Linked DNA regions of Mus musculus: regions 2 and 3 are each linked to region 1. A link is a contact called in public HiChIP or PLAC-seq and promoter capture Hi-C data. All regions are on one chromosome and are shown on one strand. The core of a region is the stretch at or near the end of the contact, and the rest is flanking DNA. Distances in the headings are between cores, read along the strand shown. Region 1 holds the start of Capn5 (calpain 5). Region 2 has its middle 18 kb from the start of Aqp11. Region 3 holds the start of Aqp11 (aquaporin 11).

Evidence for each region. Promoter capture Hi-C pulls out the DNA fragments that hold promoters and counts their contacts. HiChIP or PLAC-seq counts read pairs in DNA pulled down with a chosen protein or histone mark.
Region 2: a contact with region 1 is called in an H3K27ac HiChIP or PLAC-seq map of embryonic stem cells, with 4 times the contacts expected there. The contact joins the enhancer-like site here to the promoter of Capn5 in region 1. A contact is called at or near these places in 6 of 39 promoter capture datasets (the 3T3-L1 cell line, the C10 cell line, embryonic stem cells and 3 more), 1 of 15 datasets of contacts at CTCF or cohesin (large pre-B cells), 4 of 484 Hi-C or Micro-C datasets (the G1E-ER4 cell line, embryonic stem cells and pre-B cells) and 11 of 115 datasets of contacts at active chromatin or transcription factors (the SCID.adh cell line, astrocytes, bone marrow-derived macrophages and 6 more).
Region 3: a contact with region 1 is called in a promoter capture Hi-C map of fetal liver, with 2.4 times the contacts expected there. The contact joins the promoter of Aqp11 here to the promoter of Capn5 in region 1. A contact is called at or near these places in 13 of 39 promoter capture datasets (the 3T3-L1 cell line, the C10 cell line, cranial neural crest and 7 more), 1 of 15 datasets of contacts at CTCF or cohesin (large pre-B cells), 4 of 484 Hi-C or Micro-C datasets (the G1E-ER4 cell line, embryonic stem cells and pre-B cells), 14 of 115 datasets of contacts at active chromatin or transcription factors (the SCID.adh cell line, astrocytes, bone marrow-derived macrophages and 6 more) and 1 of 9 other capture datasets (pancreatic islet).

The regions. Positions count from the first base shown.
Region 1 is chr7:98,175,971-98,180,204 of GRCm38.p6, reverse strand. It overlaps Capn5 (calpain 5), which reads left to right and starts at 1,931. Exons shown (of 13, transcript NM_007602.4): 1 at 1,931-2,161. It overlaps Gm16938 (predicted gene, 16938), which reads right to left and starts at 3,011. Exons shown (of 3, transcript NR_045972.1): 1 at 2,717-3,011; 2 at 795-880.
Region 2 is chr7:97,754,684-97,758,492 of GRCm38.p6, reverse strand. No RefSeq gene overlaps it. Among named protein-coding and RNA genes, the nearest start is that of Aqp11, 18 kb to the right of the region's middle. Within about 2 kb of position 1,327, at least 116 of the 459 cell types and tissues checked have an H3K27ac peak or open chromatin away from gene starts, as enhancers often do. A contact at or near this core is called in astrocytes, embryonic stem cells, pancreatic cancer cells and 1 more, where this site is marked.
Region 3 is chr7:97,736,800-97,740,681 of GRCm38.p6, reverse strand. It overlaps Aqp11 (aquaporin 11), which reads left to right and starts at 2,435. Exons shown (of 3, transcript NM_175105.3): 1 at 2,435-3,313. The coding sequence starts at 2,695.

The DNA.
Region 1 (4,234 bases), core at 682-3,181:
AATTGGCAGGGTCCTGAGGCCAACACATTGGCAAAGATGCATCATCCGCCCCCCAGAAAGCCTTGTTAGGTAGGCAGCCCAGCTCTTCCTGGCATGCCTTGATCTTCTGCTCCCCAAGGATCAGAGCCTCTGCTCCTCCATCAAGTCCAGATGCCCTCGACAGGTCGCTGTCTCTCTAGGTTTCTTCCCTCATCTGTCAGGAAGGTGGACGCTGCCAGAGATGGGCTCTGAGACAGGCCTCCCAGTCCAAGCCCGGTTCTAAGGCACCTGGGCCTAAACATCATGATGCAGGGTATGTGTCTCTGCTGCTGGAGACACTGTATCTTTATACAATGAGCAGGCTGGGCTAGAGGACAGTAACAGCTAGAGGGCCCCATAAGGACTTCCCAGGAGTTAAGCCAATGAGACCCCACGACTGCAGTGTGGGTGCTGCTTTGAGTTCTGCAGTACAGGTCTCATGTCCAAGGCCACACAGCTAAGGAGTCAAGGCAGAGCCCACGAATGAAACCAACACATAGTACCCTCTCCTGGCTCCATACTCAGAGCTATAGAAGAGAGTCAGAGCATTCTCTGGATACCATGGCTTTGTGGGCTGAAGAACACACTTTCCCAGACATGACCCCTGCTCTATCTCGGAAGATTTGAGAGGTGCCCTGACAGAGGTAATGCTACTTGCTACCTTGCTTGAGGACTTTGACTGAACCTTTTTGACATTTTTTGTCTCCACAATCACCATGTGCTTCTCCTAGAAAGCCCATTTTACAGACAAGGAAACTGAGACCATTAAAGGATATAGAACTTTCTCGGTAACTGGTGGAGTGAGCCCTTGATCCAGATCTGCTTTGTGGACCAAGGGCTTCTGGACAGAGACACGCTGAGGCTGTGTGGAGGCAATAGAAGAGCTTTTCTGTGGGGATGGAAAGAATGTAAAAACCCTAGGCCGGCGGCCATAGGCCAGGACTAGGGTAAATGGAGAGCGGAACCTAGTAGTCTTGGAACATTGTGCGTGGGTGGTGGTGGGTAGGGGGAACAGCAACATGGTTGGAAACTATTTGGTCAGTCAGGTAACCAGATGGAGCTACACTTAGGTGGCCAGGGACAGGGGTGAGGTAGAGGGCCGGATGACTGAGGTTGAGGTAATCATTAACAGAGACCAGGAAACTAGAGGGATGAGTGGGCCTGAGTTTCTGACCTGTGAGCGACTAGTATGACCAGGTCAGACAAGCTTTGTCTCTGTGGCCTTAGAGTGACCCAGCCTACTGTTGGCCAGCCCTGGTCATCTATAAATCTCCCTGGGATTCCCCCAAACCGCCTGGCCTGAGGAGATTGCAGTTTCCACTTCACAGAGTAAGAAACCAAGGCTTGGTGTATTCCAGGGCATTCTGAAGGCAGTCAGAGAGGGTCAAAAATCTGGGCCCTGCTGCTTTAGTCTACACTCAGAGCAGATAAATGCCCAGGACAGGACAGGTCTGGACAGGATAGGGCCAGCTTCCCTTAACTGACTGGGGCCCTCTGGACACCTCACCAGGGCCTACATTCCTCTTCTCCAGCTAAAATCTTGGGAATGGGTGTTTGGATACAAATGGAAAGGGAGTGGTTCTCATCTCATTGGGTCTTCCCATTCTCAGCTGCCCTGCCTTGGCCCTGTCTGAGCCCGGCTAAGATGCATACCCCAAGTCGGCCAACATTCTCTGCCAGCACTTAGTGGGGCACGCAGGTCCTCCAAGGCCAATGGCGAGGTAGGCAGCCAACGTCCCGGGATGCTCTCCTATCGCGGACAGCACTGGAGTGGGGTTTGAAGGAGTGTTGGGTCAGGGCCACCCTTTCAGTTTCGAGCCAGCACTATCGGGCGGCCTCAGGGAGGGGGGTGGGGGGGGGGAGGCACAGCCTCTCTAGTTCGCATGCGCAACAACCTCCCTTTCCCCGCCCCGCCCCACCCCGGGAGACCACGCCTCTGGCCTCCAATGGGAGGAGGCTGAGAGGAGGGGCGGGACAGACTGAAGCCCGGGGGTCCAAGTTCCAACCCCCGCCTGCGGGCTGCCGGGGTATCATCTCCCCGCAGAGTCCCAGGCTGTGGCGCGGGCTGGTCTAGCCTCCGCTCCAGTGCCCGCACTGTGCTCTGCATCCCGGGAGTCCAGCTCCAGCTGCGGCGACGCGGCAGGTAGGAGGCGCTGCGCGGAGGGAGGCGTGTGCGAGCGCACATTAGTGTGCGTTTGGGTGTGTGTGCAGGTGCAGCGCGGGCCAGTGCGTGCCTTGGGAGCACGAATCCGAGCAGGGGTTGTACATCCCGCGGATTCAGGGCTGGGAGTTGAGCGCTGGCCTGCAGGCCTAGGAGGCGGAGCCCCACCCCCACCCCACCCCCCAAAGATATGCCCGGGGCCCCTGAGCTCATCCCTACCTCCACCCGCAGCCCTGGGTGAGAAATCAACCTCACCTCCACCTGGGTGTTCTGAGGCCGCGTTCCCAGTGCAGAAGTGCTGGGGTGTGCTTATCACTGGTGGGCTAGACTCTAATCTTCCTTACAGGTCCCCTTTCCTGTCCTCACGCCTGTGCTCCTCAACCCATTAAACCTTCTAACCTTTCTAGATGTCCACATCCCATGGTTTGGAGTAGGCATGAGACCATGAGACCAAAGATCCCAGGTAGATGACCCTTCACCCCTTCTTGGCCACAATCCCCTAGTTGAATGGGGGTGGGGGGGGGGGCTCTTCCTTACCTTCAGGGCTGGGTGTGTGGCACTGGGAGCAAGGCGGGTCTGGCAGAAACTGGCTTTTTTCGGAGACAATTCAGGATTGATCCTATCTCCAGCTGTCAGGATTGGGGGTGGGGAGTGTAGGAAAGGTCCCCCTAAGGGGGCCCAGGGGTGGAGTGGGGCTGAAGAGCAATAACAGGTGCTCATTTGCCCTGGCAGTCTTTCCTGTGGTGAGAGTCAGCCCCAGACTTCACACAGATGAGCCCCAGCAGCAGAAGGGAAGGCAGCCTCTCTCTAAGGTGACCCAGCCAGAACTGGCACCCAGGATCCCAAGACACAAGCCTTGATCTCCTCTGTGCCAGAGGGTGGAACACTCAGCCAATGCCCAGGGCAGCTAAGTGTTCAGGGAGATCTTCCTGGGAAGCTCTGCTGTGCAAGGGAGGTTGAGGCCTCCCTGGATCCTTGCTGGTCCTTGCTGCAGGCTTAGTGTTTTGGGTGGAGGTGAAGAAGACCAGGGGGGGTCGGGTGTGGTGGGCCCAGCTGCTGCTACTGCCCTAGGCTGGGTCAGAGCTGAAGCCTGGGTGGAGCCTAACCTAAGAGGCTTCTCTTCCCACTGAGAGGATGGAGGGCCAACAGATGAGCTCCTGACTGGCGTGGTGAGAAGGCAGAGTCAAGCACAAGTCAGAGGGGCCATCCTTGCCTGGGAGCTGATGAGAGTTCATCTGAACAAGGACTAGGAAAAGTCCAACAAGGTGAAGAAAGGACCGTAGAGTCCAAACTACGAAACAGTCAGGCTAGGAAAGCTCACGGACAAACACAGGGTGTGACATTGAATGCCAGTCTGGACGGTGGGTGTGTCTGACAAGGACCATCTTTAGCTACCCTGGGGAAGAGGTTGCTATAGAGGTTACAGTAGGGAGAGCCCCACCCCCTTCCTGGCTGTTCTCAGCACCCACTGCAGGCTAGGTGTGACAAGTCAGGAGAGAACCCTCTGGGGCTCCCGGAACAGGAGTGGAAGGTCTAGGGGAAGCTTCACGGGCCCATTACTGGGTAAGAGCAATGTCTGCCTCTGAAACAGTACCAAACAGGTGGCAGTTGGGCATTGGTGGCAGGAAGCCTGTGGCTTTCAGTGGGACATCTGTGGGCTTCTCAGAAGCCTCTGCTGTCTCTGTCTTATTCTTCTCTAATTTCCCTGAATGCTCTTAGGATGGCTCTGAGATCTGGTCCCCCCAAAAGGAGGCCTTCCTTGTCCCCTCAGAGGGTGCTGGGAAGCCACTCTCCACCACCCTCTTGCCTGAACGGCCTGTCGTCTTCCTCCTGCAGACTGTCTCCTTGTCTTCCTGCTTGCCCATGGCCTTGAAGCAGAGAGCTTTGCCTGTGGCTCAGTTTCCCCTGGTGTGTGGAGTGAGGCTAAATAATACCTTGTCACAGAGACTTCAGGGTGATGATGGTGACATTAGACCTGGTCACATAGGCACTTTACTACGAGGTGTTTGGTAGCCAGCTGACAGCTTTGTCCCTGATCCCTTCATTGAGTAAAGA
Region 2 (3,809 bases), core at 78-2,577, 420 kb after region 1:
CAGCTAGGTTTATATAGAGAAACCCTGTCTCGGGAAAAAAAAAAAAATCTAAAGAAATGCCATTTTGTGACATCTTATTAAAATCAGGATTCAAACAAGGGTTCTTGCATGCATTTGAATATAATTTTTATTTATTTATCGTGTATGTGTTGGGGGAGGGGAGGCACACGAACCACATATGAATGTGGAGATCACAGAACAACTCTGTGGAGTGAGGTCCTTCCTTCCACCTTTCTGTGGGTTCAGGCAACTGAACTCAGGTTGCCAAGTATGTGTGGCAAGTGCCGTTACCCGACACCTGACGAGCCATCTCCGCAGCCCCAGCTTTTGAATTTTAAAATCTAGGACAATTCCCCTCATTCCACCTACATCCCTTGGTGTATTTGTTTCTTCTTGTGATGTTGATGCGATGATTAAACTAGTTCAGTTGCTTCATGGTCCACCTCATAGTCTGAATTTATCCACTTGTGTCTTTGTGCTGTCACTTAACCTCGAGCCTCTGGGGCTGAGAATGTAGGATACAGCTGGCAAGAAGGACAGACAGACAGACAGACAGACAAAAGAACGTGTGACTCTGCAGCAGTATAGGCTGGGTTTGGAAAGAGGCTGCAGAAGGGAGATCTCTAGTCCAAGAAACCAGGGAGCCTGTTGTGGGGTCATGGGCGAGGGTGGTTATAAGGCAGAAAGGGGAAAGGGAAGGTGCTGAAGATTTCACACTGTGTGGCCAGGTTGCCTAAGGGCCTAAAGAAATACGTGCAGTAAGGAGGCCTCTTGTGATTCCTGCACCTGGACCAGCCGGAACCCGGGGCAAGCCTTACATCATGGGTTACGTCACCTTATTGATCTCATTCCTAACAGACAATGGAAGAATTTCTTCTTGCCCAAACCTCCCAGTGGTTTGAACCAGAAGCTTTATAGTGGGATGATGGGAGAGCCGCAAGGACAAAGGCCAATTGTTGGCAATTGTTGGCCTCCCCTGAGCCAAGAGTGGTTTACAAAGCGATCTTTCTGAGGAGTCTGCCTGGGACTGATTGTACCGCGCATGTCAGGTGCTCTTACATAAGGCAGGGCCAGACCTCCCCCGCCCCCAGTCCCCATTTTGAAACCATCTTTCTCCTGCACCGTCCTCTTGAAAAGCCACCAGGACAACAGGAGGGGAAAGTGAACTTCTCCACCCGCTTCTTTCCTCACCCACCTTTTCATCCCCACATCCACTGGGATTTCTTTTGAGAGAAGGTTTTATTGTTTGGTTCTCTCAGGATCCCACCTCACAGGATCTTTGCGGGCTTTTCACAAATAAAACTGTGACTCACCCAGCCCTCTGCTGTGTTCAGCCCTGACAACGGCAGCTGTGTCACCGTCCTCCAGCCACCCAGGCAGACAGCAGAGAGCAGCCGGACTCTTTTCTCCACTGAGGCTGATATTTTCTCTAAATCAAACCACACCTCAGTTTGTTAAGAAATCAGTGGGACCAGAGAAGACAGTCCCTCTCGGCATGCAGCTTAGAAACGTAGAAAAAGCCAAGAATACTGGGGTCTTAGTATAAAACAAAACAACAATAAAACAAAACCAAAATTAAAAAAAAAAAATCCTCCTGTGACGTTATAGAGGGACGTTAGAACCGTTGCAGTATTGCCAGATTCTAGCATATATAAATGCCCACAGCTGGGAGCAAATGCATAGGAATGAAATTTATGAAACCATATCTACAGAGCCTCATGAACTGACATAAAATGCTATAGGCATTTCTCCGTTGCCTTGCGAGTGTGAGGACCTGAGTTTGATTCCCAGAGCCCATGTAAAAACGCCAAACATGGTGGCATGAGCCTGTGATCTCAGCGCTGGGAAGATAGACACAGGGATCTTTGTGGTTCCTGGGCTAGCCAGTTAGACGATTCTGTGAGTTCCAGGACAATGGAGACACGTTTCAAAGGAGGTAGACAGCTTTGCCCTCTGGCCTCTATAACTGCACACACACACACACACACACACACACACACACACACACACACACAGGTGCTCTATAGTATAAATCAAAAGGAGATTTCAGAGCAAAGAGTACGATTCCATTTTGGGGGACCAAGTACACACCTTTAATCCCAGCACTCAGGAGGCCGAGGCAGGTTGCTCTCTAGTCTCCAGAGTGAGTTCTAGGATACCAGGGCTACACAGAGAAAGTATCTAAAAAAAAAAAAATCCACTTTTGTTTTAAATATATACATGATTACAGATGCATATGCCTGCATATATTTAAAGACTAAAAAAAAAAAAACTGTCTGGAAAAATACAGGCTAAAGTTTTAATTTAAGCAGATTCCTCCCATAGAAAGAACACTGGGAAGTTTGCAACGGAAAGTTCACCTCTGCTTCATATACTTCTATATTTTTACATCTATTTTTAAAACCAACAAGGTAAAAAGAAAAAAAAAAAGAATAGTTAGATTGCTGTAAAGTAATTAAGACTGTATGCTGCACTTCCTGTGTGCCTGGCACGGGATGTGCACTTGACACGTGGACTCACTTGTTCCTTCAACATTCTGAAACACGAAGTACCCACGCTTGTGCCCCATGTTTGTGCCCAGAAGCCAGCCAGTGACTTGCCCAAAGCAATGTGGTGAGAGAGGGACAGAGCTGGAAATCAAACCAGACCTTTCTGACTGCCAAGCGCAAGCTCCTCCCACTGGCCGAGGACCACCCCTGCAGCGGGTCCTGGAGCACCATTTGGGCCAATTAACACACTGCCCTGTAGGTAGGTTTATTTTTAAACTTTACAGTGTGGAAATTTTCAAACATACACAGAAGAGTCAGGAAGTGATATAACGAACCACCAGTTATTTTAATGTTCTATTATGGCGTTATTATCCTGCATACATTATTTTTTTTAACTTTGATTATTTTGTGGGAAGGAGTGCACATGCTTATACATGTGGGTGGAACACTGGGTCTCCTCTTCCTGCGCTTTCTGCCTGCTGCTCTGCTGCTCCATGGTAGGATCTCTTCCTGACCCGGGAATTTCTCAGCTCTGCTGCGACCAGCAAGCCGCAGTGACCTGCCTGCCTCCGTTTCCCTCAGAGACAAGGTTATGATTGTCTTTGGATTCCTATTATTGTGATAAAACACCATGACCAAAAGCAACTTCAGGAGAAAAGGGTTTATTAGACCTACACATCACTGTGCATCACGGAGGATGTCGGAGCAGGAACTCAAGGCAAAAGCCTGGAGGCAGCGGCAGATGCAGGACCATGGAGAGATGCTGCTTACTGGCTTGCTCGCCATGGCTTGCTTGGCCTGCCCAAGGTGGCCACACCCACTCTAATCTGGATTCTCTCATATCAATCATCCACCAAGAAAATGCCCTACCGGCTTGTCCACAGGCCAGTCTGGTAGGGGTCAATGTGCACAAGGGAAAATTCTCCCAGCCATCCCTCCACCCACTCTCCAGCCCCGCCCATCCAGCTTCCTACCTTTGTTGTACAGTTTCCAATCTCCTCTACCTGTGACTGCTGCAGCACTCACATCCAGTCCCGTTCCCAGTGATACAGGCCGTTCAACACCCCTGTGCTTTGTACTACCTGGTAGAGACTGGAAATTATTCTGCAACATCAGAACAGCATGACTATGCTAGGGGCTCAAACTAATGTTTTCTCTTCGCCGACCACATACATTCCCACTGCAGGGACAGTGACATGGATGATGATGATGATCTATATTTCCTGCCCATCACAAAGGGTCACAGTCAACACCTTCACCCTAAAACACAGCTTAACAAGTGACATGTGTACACGTTCATTTGATCATAGCTTTACATGA
Region 3 (3,882 bases), core at 1,186-3,685, 440 kb after region 1:
GTCAGAAGATGATGACAGTGTACTCACATATATATACAATAAATAAATATTTGAGGGGAAAAAAAAAGACGTGTGCTACCACACAGGCTCAAATCTGGGATTCTTAACTTCAGTGCAGAAAAGAATTTCAGGATGAGTTGCTGTGAAGCAAACTGGAGTTTACAAAGAAGAGATTTTCTTTACACAGACTTCAATAGAAAGGCCCTCTTGGACAGGACAATAGCCAACCATAGTTTGGGTGTGGGCTTCTCAGGAATTGTAGTTAAGTGGCTTGGCCACAACTGCACACAATTGCATGTTGATTTTAGAAGCTTTTAGAATTCCATTGATGGAAGTTTTTCTAAGGGCTCCTTCCTATTATTACACACACACACACACACACACACACACACACACACACACACACATCCTTTTTGGTAAATATGAGTATAGAGTGAGTCATAAGATGTCTTGGATATGATTACAACCTGATGAGGTAAATCCTGGGTCACAAAGGTTATTCAAGGGAGATTAGATATATCTTTCACTAAATGGAGCTCCTCATGAGAAAACTAGAAAACTGGGGGAAAGGTTATGTTTCCTTAATCCCTATTCTAACATTCTCTCTCTCTCTCTCTCTCTCTCTCTCTCTCTCTCTCTCTCTCTCTCTCTCTGTGTGTGTGTGTGTGTGTGTGTGTGTGAGACAAAACAACCTTACAGCACTTATTGTTATATAATAATAGCATAAGGGCTACCGAAACAACATAAATAAATGTTTCAGACTGTGTTCCCATTAGAAGACTTTTTTTTTTTTTTTTCCCAAGACAGGGTTTCTCGGTGTAGCCCTGGCTGTCCTGAAGGTCACTCTGTAGACCAGGCTGGCCTCAAACTCAGAAATCTTTCAGCATGATCCAGCCCGGCTGTTTTCTTGTTTTACGGTGAATCTTGTCTGCATCATCTAATACGAGGTTCAAGTACTCCTCAATGCCAATAATGCAGCCATCTATCCCTCTTTCCCAATATTCACTTGCTCACACAGCCACACCGGAATCTGCCTGGCAAGTATCTGAACTTGAGGTTGGCGGACTGCACCATCACCCTCCACACCTTCTGTGGCCCTGGCCCTGGTATGCCATGGTTGGAAGTCACAAAGACCATCTAGGAGGAAGGTCGCCTCAGAAAGTGACTTCCAGAACTATTTTAATATTCCCTTTTTCCCCCCTTCCCTTTTGCTCCGGCCCCGCTCGCACTGGACCATAGGTTTTTTATTTGTTTTTCATTAAGGATGGTTGTGAGCCACCATGTGGTTGCTGGGATTTGAACTCACGACCTCCGGAAAAGCAGTCAGTGTTCTTAACCGCTGAGCCATCTCACCAGCACCTATTTTAATATTCTTATTTGGGATATCTATAAGGCAAACTTCACAATAGATGTTAACTGTGCTGGAATACTTGACTCTCAGCTGGTGCAAGACTTCAGCTCCAGGCTAGCTTCCTTTCCATGGCCCCTCAAACTCCCTTCTTTCCATCCTGCCTCAGGTTGTCCCAGGATTCTGGGAAGCCAACCAATCCAAGGGTTTCCTTCCCACACTGGATGCCAATGAGAACAAGCAAACAATGTTTTCTTAGTATTTTAATATCTCATGATGAAGATAACATAAACATTATAAACTTTGAGGACTTCATGCCTAAACCACCACCTGCAGGCAAGGTGCTTCCAGCAGGTAAAGGTGCCCAATTGAGGACTTGAGTTTGATCCCTGGGACCCACCTTGTGGAACACATGAGATTGGGCACAGCGACCCCCGTATGTATGTATGTATGTATGTATGTATGTATGTATATACATACATATATATATATGTGTGTGTGTGTGTGTGTATGCACATATATAAACATAAATAAGACAATTAGATAATTAAGCAAATGCATTCGATAAAAAATAAAACACAACATCCAAAGTTTGGAAATAGTGGCGATAGCTAGATAAAGTGTGAATATAATTAACGTCAATTTTACACATAAATGGATATATATATTTTCCCCCACACTTACGAAAAAAGTTCGAGTGTGGGTGAAGAAAACCAAAGCTCTAACACCTTGTCAAACCAGTCAAACCTCGGTTCTCACGCCCACTCCCAGTTGACCACAGCTCCTTCCCTGAGGGTCACCTCCTCGCTCCTCAACCTCAGTCTCTCCATTAGTAAAAACGGGGTGGCTGCAAAGATGACCTCTGGGGCTCCGTGGAGTACAGTTTCCGGAGTGTGCAAAGATCAAGGCAGAGTTCCCAAGCCACGCTCCGATCGCCACATGCTCTAGCACCAGCGTGGTGCGGTCTTAGGCTCGGGGTCCGGCGCTGAGAGCCCAGAGCTCGGGCGCCACGCGCGTGCGCAGTGGTCTCGGGGCCCTGGCCCTGTGCTGAGGGAGGCGGCGGAAGGCGGGTGCGCGTGGGGCTCTACAGACCGTTGTCCCCTCCGCCAGTGCCCAGGGACAGCTCCCTCGCCGCCTCCTTTCCCCCGCCCTCCCCCCCTCCCCGGCTCAGGTCACATCTGCACAGCGCAGCCGGGGAGGGGAGGAGCCCTCCAGCGCGGAACCCGGGCTCTCCACTCGGCCCGCCCCTGAGGGGCGTGGGAGGGCGGGGCGGCGGACTTCGGACTCCAGCCCCCGACGCTCCTCTGTCCCTGCCGCCCTCAGCCATCCCCAGCGGTGAGGGAGCCATGTCCGCGCTACTGGGGCTCCGGCCCGAGGTGCAGGACACCTGCATCTCGCTGGGGCTAATGCTGCTGTTCGTGCTGTTCGTGGGGCTGGCCCGCGTGATCGCCCGGCAACAGCTACACAGGCCCGTGGTCCACGCCTTCGTCCTGGAGTTTCTAGCTACCTTCCAGCTCTGCTGCTGCACCCACGAGCTCCAAGTGCTGAGCGAGCAGGACTCTGCGCACCCCACCTGGACTCTGACACTGATCTACTTCTTTTCCTTGGTGCATGGCCTGACCCTGGTGGGCACAGCTAGCAACCCGTGCGGCGTGATGATGCAGATGATTCTGGGGGGTATGTCCCCCGAAATGGGTGCCGTGAGGTTGTTGGCTCAGCTGGTTAGCGCCCTGTGCAGCAGGTACTGCATAAGCGCCCTGTGGAGCCTGAGTCTGACCAAGTACCATTACGACGAAAGGATCTTAGCTTGCAGGAATCCCATCCACACCGACATGTCCAAAGCGATCATCATAGAGGCCATCTGCTCCTTTATTTTCCACAGCGCTCTACTGCACTTCCAGGAGGTCCGAACCAAGCTTCGCATCCACCTGCTGGCTGCACTCATCACCTTTTTGGCCTATGCAGGTTTGTTATTCCTACCAAACACTTGGCAGTCCGGAGCCTCTATGACCAGAGGTTCTAAGTTCTTTACCGATACATTTGAGCACCCCCTGCACCCTACCCTGGGCCACTTATTATTCTAACCACCTTGCAGCCTAGCAGTTGGAGCCAACATACAGATCTTCATTCATTGCTGTTTTGAACACCCAGAGAAAGCAGACACTCCGGTGCCGAAACTAAGATCGTGGCAGATTACTGCCAAAGGCTTAAATAGCCCACAAAGGGATTGTTTTAATGTTAGAAAGGCAGCTTATCAGTTACGGCTCTCATGCCAAGGTGGTATAGATTGCTTCTGACACTCTTACTGAGAAACGATCCGGTCAAAAAGTTCCTTCGAGCTTAAAGTGCACGATAGGTCAGTAGTTGACCGCGAGGAGAAGCAGTTCTGTAGCTGCATTCACGTCCTACTTTTTTCCTACAAATTACTTGTCATATTCCTTATGTGGAGTTGCACGTGGACTTTTAAGTAGACTCCCATGAAAGGTGTGTTTCAAGTTTAAACTGTTCTTGTTTTGTTTTTACGAGACAGGGTT